2 separate regions of the Mus musculus genome follow, and region 2 is linked to region 1. The links are chromatin contacts, called in public promoter capture Hi-C maps. All regions are on one chromosome and are shown on one strand. The core of a region is the stretch at or near the end of the contact, and the rest is flanking DNA. Distances in the headings are between cores, read along the strand shown.

Region 1 (4,784 bases), core at 264-2,763:
GGCATTTTGTACCTAGGAGGCTGGCCTCCTGAGTCCAGCAACCATCATCTTTATACATCTAACCGATCTGGGTTATCCCCTGATCCAAAGCAGCCTTCTGCATGGGACTGGGCTAGATGGATAGTGGAGTAAGTGTCCCTAAAGATTATGTGGCACCCGGCTGACCAGGACTGAGTCTGGTCCTCTTCCTTGGGTGGGTCTCTTGGGGTAGGATGTCTTTGGGGGCTTGTGACCTATCTCTGAGTGGCTCCCTGCCCTTGCCTCTCTCTCTGCAGACTCGCCTGCAAGCTGGTGTCGGCTATGCGAACACATTCAACTGCATCCGCATGGTGTACAAGAGGGAGCGTGTAAGTGCCTGGGGTGGGCGGAGGGTGCTACTGGTCAGAGCCTTCCTTGGACCACATGGACCAGGCCACACTCCTACATCACGGCAACAGATGGGAGGCAGCTTGTTCTTGCTGCGGCTCACCTATTTCTTCTCATCTTGTACCACACGGGCAAATGCAACCTTACCTCAGCTAACCTCTGGTCACTTAGTACATTGCTGAGAAGAAACTTCCCAAAGAGTTTTGTATGAGCTCTCTGGAGAAGCTCTGAGGAATTTGGAACCACAGAATGGAAAGTTCCTGCACAAATAAAGTATACACAATGATTGCAGGGAAGCTGAGCCTTAGTAGCATCTCTCTATCTGGATGCAGCGGGAATCCCCACCCCCACGTCCACCCCCAACACGTGACTGAGGTGCTGATTTTCAAATAGGAAATGGAATAATATTTTTAACACCCACTTCCTTCTTAAGGCTTAGCAGGTTGCTTTCTGAGACTACCCTTTGAGGGAATCTAGGATTTTTAAAAGTTACATTTAGGATAAAAATGGCCCCATTTAAAGAAACAGTCAAATGTATGTTCATGGCAGCTCTGAGCTTCCCGGGTTCCTGGCAATGTGCCCAGTGAGACTGTTGCTGTCACAGGCCACATTGTAACAAATGCCCGAGGCTAGGTACCAAGCTTGCCAACAGACAAATTCATGGTGAATGCCAGTGTGGCGTTAACTCTTGATTAACCACTCTGAAAATTAGGGTGAGTAGTGCCAACCTTGTACTTGGTGTTCTAAGCTAAATGGGCGTGACTCCCCAGCCCACTGAAAGATGGTCATTGATTCTTTTGCTTGGCTCACATTCCCGGCAGTACTTGCCAGCCAGTGTCCCAGTGCCCAGCCTCTGGTGGGGACCTCAGGTGTTATTTCTGAGACAATGTAGCTCAGTGTCTCAAGTTATGGAGGAAGAGCCTGAAATGAGGCGAGGCGGATGCCTATGTGCATATGTGTACACACGTCTGTGAGGTGTCCTCTCCAGTCACGATAACCTGTTTGTGGCATAGCTTTCTACATTTTCGTGTTGTGACGTGGCTTTTTAGAACTTCCTCATCGTTGGCGTTGGCACATGTGTACCGTTTCAGCTGTCCTGATGGCTGTGGAATTTTCCAGTTTCCCTTAGAGCACCTGTGTGTGGGCTCATTGAGAACACAGTTATAGAGGAGACTCTGACCCCTGCTGGAAGCATTGCTTCTTGCTTTGTCCATCCCTCGCTCTCCCCCTTTTCTTGTGTGTGGTGTGTGTGTGGTGTGTGTGTGGTGTGGTGTGTATGTTGTATGTCTGGTGTGTGTGTGTGCATGCATCTGTGTGTGGAAAGGGTCTCATTCTGAGATGCTGTCCCCGGTACTCTTGGTAAGTCCCTTTGTCAGCCTGTCACCACAGACTTAGTGAGTTGCACAGTGTTGCCTGTCAGTTTGTCTAAACCCTCCATCCTGTCCTCATCTGCCTTACCCCCAAGACCATGAACTCAGTGAAGGTGAACACTGTTTTGTTATTGATTTGACTCATAGAAAGTAATGAGAGAGACAGACAGACAGACAGACAGACAGACAGACAGTGCTAGCTTTGCGTGAGCAGCTAGTGAGGAGATGTGTTGGGACTTAACATCCCCATGACTCTTGAGGGCTCCTCAGACATTCTGCAGCCACAGTTCTGACACTGCCATTTGGGACATGCATATATCTGAGGCCAAGACTCCATTGTGCAGGAGGCTCATCTTTGGGGCTAGAATGACTGCCTGAGTTGCATGTGGCCTTCTCCTATCATGCCATGTCATCTAGACCCTTGCTGGGGGCTCTTCTGTGGCATGGTGGATTATTAACTCTGAGCCTGGGGAGCAGGGAGGTCCCATACTTGGTATGCAGAGAGAGACCCTGAAGAGCCGTTTGGCCTCACACTTCCTCCCATTGGGTCTCCTTGCCACAGGTGTTTGGCTTCTTCAAGGGCATGTCCTTCCCCCTGGCCAGCATCGCCATCTATAACTCGGTGGTGTTCGGGGTCTTCAGCAACACCCAACGGTTCCTCAGCAAGTACCGCTGTGGGGAACTCGAGGCTGGCCCTGGCCGAAGTCTGTCTGATCTGCTCCTGGCTAGCATGCTGACTGGTGTGGTCTCTGTTGGGCTGGGCGGGCCCGTGGAACTCATCAAGATCCGACTGCAGATGCAAACACAGCCATTTCGGGAAGGTAAGAGGCCGATGGAGAGAAATCTGGTGTCTGAGGACCCGTGACCCTTTCCCATTTGTCTGGATCTGTGGTCCCATTGTTCATAACCTTCTCTGTGAGCAAGACCACCCTCTTCCCTGCTCACCACAGGGAGCATCTCATTTTCTCCTCTTGGGAGTTTCCCATGCTGCTTTTGAAGGTGGCTTTGACAGAGGAGGAAAGAGAGGAGAGGGGAACCCGCTGTGTGTCACCTTTGGCTGACTTGAGTGCTGGAGGAGACATATTTCGATTCTGTGGGTTTTGTTCTTGGTTCAGTCTCAAGTCTCCATGTCTATAGAATGGAGGGGCTGGATCTCTGGTCTTTCCTGTCATAGTGTATGTATTATGTATGATGAGTCCCCCCAACCACCCCGCCCTTGCTGGCAGCCTTCAGAATGGTCACTGTGTGAACCCTCTGCACTCTAAGGCTGGGGTTCAGCTGTGGAACATGACAGGAGGCCCACAAGCTCACTCAGGAGCATCCTGGCCCAGGTCCATAAGCCCCCTGTCCTGGCAGTGTCTGGTGCAGACCCTAAGCCTTCTGAGCATGAGACTGATGCTCCCCACCGTACACAGGGCGGGCCTGAGGCCCGGCTGCTCTGAGGATGTGTGTCTGTCTCCAATAGATGGGGTCAGCATCAGGGTGGAAGGGATATAGAATGACAACAGAGTCACCAGGGAGCTATGAGGCAGGCCCAACTGGTCCTATCCCAGGGGTGAAAGCAAGGATGCAGGGAGAGATTTCAGACAATTGCATTGGAGGCAGTAACTACAGGAAACAGAGGGTCGAAGGAAGCATGCCCCCTCCCATATTGATGAGACAATCTTTCTTCCCGGTCTCAGTTTCCCTCTTTTGACTGAGACATGAACCCAGGGCATACTTCATTGTATGCCTCCCTCTGCGGGTAGAAAAAAAAAGGCAGCCCAGGCAAAAGGTGGGTGGCAGCTATATCTGAAAGCTGCCGAGGGTGGGGTGGGGAGGTTGAGGGGGTAGTGGGGTTGTGGTGACCTTGGCAGTGTCCTTCAACAGGACAACTAAGGGCATTGTTTCCCCATGGCTGCTATCTTGTGGTCTGATGTGTTTGGATCCTCTGGTTTTTTAAGACCAGACAGAAAAATGGACCTTCCTGTAAGACATCACAGTTAAAAATTGTCAGGTACTTCAGTTACATAAGCTCAAAGAGACAATTGTGTGGCCTGACGTGTGGACTGAACGGAGCAGGGCCGGGGCTGACTGAAACGTGCAGTCTCGGCTTTTGGCCATGCCCTCCTGAAGGATGGCTTTGCCAACAGCAGCATTTCCAGGCAGTGTGGGCGCCACTTGGGATCCCCTTGCTTTGTGGCTGTACACATGTGTGGCCAACAAGCATGCCACATACACACATGCATACCACATACATATATATGCACACCACACAAGCACACACACAAGCACACACACATGGATACCACACATGCACACACATACATGCATAATATATGTACACCACACAAGCACATCACACATGCACACATGCCAACACACATGTACACATATACACCACATGTACACACAGGTGCACACACATGCACACAACACAAGTTCAACATACAAACATGCATGCACACATTGCACACACACACACACCTGCACACATGCAAGAACACCGCACATGTATATACATGCACACCATATATATATGTATATGTATATATATATGTGTGTGTGTGTATATATACATATATATACACACACACACACACACACCACACAAGCACAGAACATGTGCACACCCACATGCCAACACACATGTATACACATAGGCACACCACATGTGCACACACATGCTAACACACACATGCACACACATACACATAACACATGTACACCACACATGTACACACATGCACACACACACACGCATACCATATATACTCTACTCTTCTCCAGTTGGGAAGTACAGCAGATTTTCTAAGCTCCCCTAAGTGATAAAATCATTAATGATAGCTCTGTTCACTTTCTAAATAAGAGAACTATGTGGAAAGTCAGGAACTCTGGGGACACAGGTGAGACCCAAAAAACCCAGACACATTCCAGCCCTTGATAGTCTGGCTGTGCTTCTCCAGGAGGCTCTGAGATGCCAAAAGGAAGTGAGGGCTGGGGCCCTGGCAGCCTAGAAGTGGAGGAAGGAGGCCTAGAGTGGCTGTGCATAAAGCCGTGCACTCAGCA
Region 2 (5,287 bases), core at 2,555-5,054, 180 kb after region 1:
CCTCCAGAAGGACAATGGGGAGGTTGAAGATGAGGGAGGATGGGGGGGGTAGTTTGTAAATAACCACTAAGATAACTTAAGTTTGAAACCATAAACGTGTTTTAAGTAAGCTTTTAATGTGAATAAATAGTGAAACAGGTGTCTCCGTTAAGAGGTACTCGGTTTTCATTTGAAATCTGATTTGTAAAAATCGAGAGAACACAACGACCGCCCATACTCTGACTTCCAGGTTATTAAATCAAATACTGAACTAGCATGAGAGAAACAGAGAGAGCCTCCACCCTGCGCACATGCATTTTACACAGGGAGTAGCAGAGACCCAGTGAAGGGGTGGAACCCCAGGGGTGAGGTAAGCCCAGAGCTAGAAGCAGCCAACGTAGGACTCTCTAGTTTTCCTCCTTCCTTTCCCACAACATCATCCACAGGGTTTCCTGCGCAAGGTTGTTGGAAATGGGTACTGGGGAGTTAGTTTCTGATTGTGCTATTGAGTGTGCTGCCTCTGTCTGGTTTCCCAGTTGGTTGGCTGGCGGTGTTGGCAACCATCAAGAAACCTTTTATAAGGCTGGGGAGTGAGACGCTCCTGACCCCTGCTCAGTACAGAGATGGAGCACATGCTTCCCGGGGAAGGATGCCATGCCTGTTGCCTGCCTTCTGAGAGCATCAGAAAGAATGGAAGGCTGCCTGACATCCTTGTGTCTCTCTTTACAGAGTCATCAGTTATGAGTGCTGTCCTGGATATGAAAAGGTCCCAGGAGAGAAAGGTTGCCCAGCAGGTGAGTGAGCCTGGTGCTGCCTGTGGGGGAGGGGGTGGGATAGAAGAGCAAGAGAAGAGGAGGAGAAGGAGGAGGAAGATGAGGCAGAGGAGGGGGGGAAGGAGGAGAGGGAGGAGGGAGGGGAAAGAAAAGGGAAGGGAGAGGGAAAAGAAGAAGAAAGATGAAGAGGAGAAGGAGGAGAAGGGGGAAAGGAGGAGGGAGGGGAAAGAAGAGGGAGAGGTAGAAGAAGAAGGAGAAGAAGAAGAAGAAAAAGAAGAAGAAGAAGAAGAAGAAGAAGAAGAAGAAGAAGAAGAAGAAGAAGAAGAAGAAGAAGAAGAAGAAGAGGGGGAGGAAGAGGGGGAGGAAGAGGAAGAGGAAGAAGTGTCATGCAAAAGGGAATAGGGTCACAGCCTGGTGGGGAGCATGAGGTGGAGTTGTCCTTCCCATGTGTTCACTGGAGCCATGAGTTGGCAGAGGATGGAAGATGAAAAAGTCTTTCTCCCATGTTACTCATGACCCTCATTCAACAGGTAGAGAAAAACCCTTGCTAGTCTGCCAGGCCTCTTCCCAGTGGCTGCAGGCTCTGGCCTTGTCATCAGTTCTGGTGGTGATTCTCAGAGCACCCAACAAGGCCAGCCTGTTAGCCAGTCAAGTTGCCATTAGCCCTGCTGGGGCTCAGACAGGACAACATGGTCTCTGGCCTCTGGAGTACAGCCCAGGGAATAGGCAGCAGGCTAGATGGACTTACCCATAGGCAACAAAGGGCCCACCAATGGCCACACTGGGCCAAAGATGGCGTGATGCCTGTGAATTTCACCAGCATCTTCAGTGGCACACACAGTCAAGCAGGCTTTGTGCTTTATCTTTGACATTCAAGGTAGTCTTAGGATTCAGATACGAGCAGAAATTTAAATGGCAACGCAATTTGATTTAGTGTCGAGATTATGAAGACATGTTATTGTTGCCAGGGTCGTGGCATTGTCAACCCAAGCAGAAGGGCAGTTGAAGACATAAGATTGGAGACTTAACTCTGAGGTGACAGTTTCAGGTTATTTAAATAGAAACGTTAGTCTGTGTGTGGTGGCACACATCCGTTATCCCAGCTCTCAGGGAGCTGAGTCAGGAGGATCACCAGGAGTTGGAGGCCAGCCTGGGGCTACAGAGTGAGTTCATCTTAGAAAGCCCTTCTGGTTGCCATCTAAGAGGCCAGACCTTGAAAAGTACACAAAGACTTGGAAGACTTACAGCTCTTTCTTTCTAGCAGAGCTGTTAGGGAAATCTTTACAAGGGTTAGTAATCTCCCACCTGTTTCCACCCACTTTAAATGCACAGGAGCAAAAAGCTCTCCTCTGCCGTGTTTAAGGCAATTAGACATTTAGAGATCCCCCATCAGGCTGTTCAGCACGGGCATCTGACTCCTGCGGTTCCAAGAAGCTTGTGAGTTGTAAGCACATCCATCAACAGATGTCTGGGTTTCCACCCCTCCCACGCCCCTTCCTCTGCACTTGTGCCCACTGTCATCCCTGACAAAGGATGGAGGGCAGGCATGTATCTGGAATGGATTCACTCCTGTCCCTCTGGCCTCTGCCTCCGCAGCTCTTCCGCTCTCAAATCTGTATGAGACCATGGGAGTTGTGGGATCGACCACCACACAGCTGTATACAGACCGCACAGAAAAGCTGAGGCCTGAGATGGAGGGACCCGGAAGCTTCACCATCTTTGCTCCTAGCAATGAGGCCTGGTCTTCCTTGCCTGCGGTGAGAGGAGCCTTCTGCCCAGGGGAGTGCTGGGAACTGCCCTTCCCCAGAGGTCTGGGCACACAGTGGGATTCTGTAGTGACATTCTTTCCTTTAATATGCTCCCAGCCCCAAGGAAAGTGAAAGCAGTCCTCCCCAGTGCACTGGAAGCAGTGTCCCCCAACCTCCCACAGATGCCCACTAAAGGAGGACTCCCTCTTAGAAGAGGCATCTAGGTCCACTTGGGGCAGGTGCCCCTCCCTTGAACACAGGGCTGCTGCCTCTTAACTGTCATGTCCTTTCTTTCTAGGAAGTGCTGGACTCCCTGGTGAGCAACGTCAACATCGAACTGCTCAATGCTCTCCGCTACCACATGGTGGACAGGCGGGTCCTGACCGATGAGCTCAAGCACGGCATGACCCTCACCTCCATGTACCAGAATTCCAACATCCAGATCCATCACTATCCCAATGGGGTAAGGGCATCCCCAGTTACCCAGTACTGTCCTCTGTCCACAGTGAGATCATTGGGGCTGTTGCTTTCTAGAATTCTGTCCTGTGATTTGATAAACCTTAGGCTGGCCCTTGCCTCCTGGGTGTTCACCACAGACATCCTGCCCTTAGCTGTGTACCCGCTGTTCCCTCTCCTGGAAACCCCTTGTCTTACTCACCCAACCTTGCTTCTCCTCTGGCAGATTGTAACTGTTAACTGTGCCCGGCTGCTGAAGGCTGACCACCATGCGACCAACGGCGTGGTGCATCTCATTGACAAGGTCATTTCCACCATCACCAACAACATCCAGCAGATCATTGAAATCGAGGACACCTTTGAGACACTTCGGGTAAGGGACTGTTTGGAATAGAAGCCCAGGCTGGGGACACATGGCCTCTTGGAAGGCACCTGCCAGGGTGTCTTCTGCAGGGGACATGAGGATGTCCCCAGTGTGGTTATGTGGAGAAGACTCTAAAGAGCACCAGGCTGGACAGAGCGTGAGAAATGCCCGATATAAAGTTTTCCTTTGCTTGGCTCTTCTGCACAGTGCCACCATGTCACAGTAGAGACAGAGTCCTCTGAGCCTTGGGGCTGAACTGTGAGGTCCAACAGTGTGACAGTGTTCTTCCCAGGAACACAGAACACTATAACAATGGCTTGTCAGCCAGTACGGTGCTTCTAAGACCACAGGTCCCAGCCTGGGGCCTCACACCCATCTTTCTTTGGAACATAGACATAGCAGGGAAGCTCTCTGTGTAGACTCAGGAGTGTAGACTCTGACTCTGGAGCTGGATGCCAACTGTCCTCAGACCAAAGGCGTATGTCCAGCAACTGGAAAGGCAAGTGGTTCCTGTTGGCACCGGCCACGCAGGAGGAAGCAGGCATAGGCTGCCGTGTCAGGGTTTTGTCTGATTCAAGGAGGATTTCCTAACCACAAAGCACACAAGTGGCAGTGAGCAACCCCGCCCTGGAGATCGCCAACACAGAGACAAACACTCTGGCATGAGCACAGAGGGGCTGTGGTGTTTGGGGAGCTCTCTTAGCTGGCTCAGAGACCCCCAGGGAGACTGGCTTTTGAGGTGCTTTTCCCTGCCTTTCTCTGGGTCTGCAAGGGAATGTTACCCCAAAGCTGACAGCACAGACTTTCCTATTTTCAGCACAGAGTCCTTCCTATTGAGGGGCTTGCCCTTACAGTTGGAAATGATAGGAAGAAAATGTCCTCTTTTTGATTCTGCTTTGACCCTCCCTGATACCCATTTTTCCCCCCTTTGAACACATGCTTCTTAAACCGCATCACTCTCCAAGTCTAGGTGCCAGGGGTCAGAGTGAACAAAGTGGCTACCATTCTTTCTGGGAAGACGGATGAGACTTGTGCAAGGAAGGACAGCGAGATGAGCTTGGGGGAGGGGGAGTGAGCAGAAGAATGATTGACAGTGTAGCCCAGGAGCGATGGCCAGGGAAAAATGAAGGAAGAGAACAGCTTATGTTGCTCCACCCCACTGCAGATGCTTTGCTCCTCTAAGGGAGCATGGAGGAAGCCTGTGGACTGAGTATCCTGCAGGCCCTATTAACCAGGAGGAGCCTCTCTATTGGGGAGCGTTGAGAAGCACCTTGGCCTGTTAGGATATTGTTCTAGATGCCATGTAGCCCTGAGGCATGTAATATATCCACACTGTATAATCGTTCATAAGGACTCTGCTAACCGTGGGATTACAGCTGGGAGACATGACAGTCAGGGTGACTTTCATCTGGGGATCTGTGCCAAGAGGAGTGGCATTTTGGTCAAGGTTTGAAGGAACAGGAGTCTAAGAAGAAAAGAAAGAGGAAGAGAGGCAGGGGGAGCTACAGGGAGAGAGGCCCAGAGTCAGGGAGGAGTGAAGTTATCCACACTTGAAAGATGGTCAGCTCAGCTGGAACACAGGTCAGGGCCCATGGAGGCCGTGGTAAGATAGACCTTCAGCCAGGCTTCTCTCTCACTTGGGATTCCTCTAAGTGTCTCGTGTCCCCTGGGGAGGCATAGCCAGGGTGTGTGCGTCTTGCCAGGTGAGCCTAGGAAGGTTTTATTCTCCCTTCCCTACACAGGCCGCCGTGGCTGCATCAGGACTCAATACCGTGCTGGAGGGCGACGGCCAGTTCACACTCTTGGCCCCAACCAACGAGGCCTTTGAGAAGATCCCTGCCGAGACCTTGAACCGCATCCTGGGTGACCCAGAGGCACTGAGAGGTGAGGACCCTCAGCTCCTTGCTGCCTCATTGGAGCAGCTCAAGTGAGCCCTGGCCTCCGCTAATGCCACACGTTTCAGGATG

The links. Capture Hi-C pulls out chosen DNA fragments and counts their contacts.
Region 2: a contact with region 1 is called in a promoter capture Hi-C map of liver. The contact joins two enhancer-like sites. A contact is called at or near these places in 2 of 484 Hi-C or Micro-C datasets (both in liver), 1 of 115 datasets of contacts at active chromatin or transcription factors (astrocytes) and 2 of 9 other capture datasets (embryonic stem cells and liver).

Annotation. Positions count from the first base shown.
Region 1 is chr13:56,448,723-56,453,506 of GRCm38.p6, forward strand. Slc25a48 (solute carrier family 25, member 48) reads left to right here. Exons shown (of 8, transcript NM_177809.4): 3 at 276-347; 4 at 2,299-2,557. Among named protein-coding and RNA genes, the nearest start is that of Slc25a48, 13 kb to the left of the region's middle. Within about 2 kb of position 1,514, at least 38 of the 459 cell types and tissues checked have an H3K27ac peak or open chromatin away from gene starts, as enhancers often do. A contact at or near this core is called in liver, where this site is marked.
Region 2 is chr13:56,622,852-56,628,138 of GRCm38.p6, forward strand. Tgfbi (transforming growth factor, beta induced) reads left to right here. Exons shown (of 17, transcript NM_009369.5): 3 at 709-773; 4 at 2,349-2,509; 5 at 2,799-2,963; 6 at 3,183-3,329; 7 at 5,063-5,204. Among named protein-coding and RNA genes, the nearest start is that of Tgfbi, 16 kb to the left of the region's middle. Within about 2 kb of position 3,805, at least 30 of the 459 cell types and tissues checked have an H3K27ac peak or open chromatin away from gene starts, as enhancers often do. A contact at or near this core is called in liver, where this site is marked.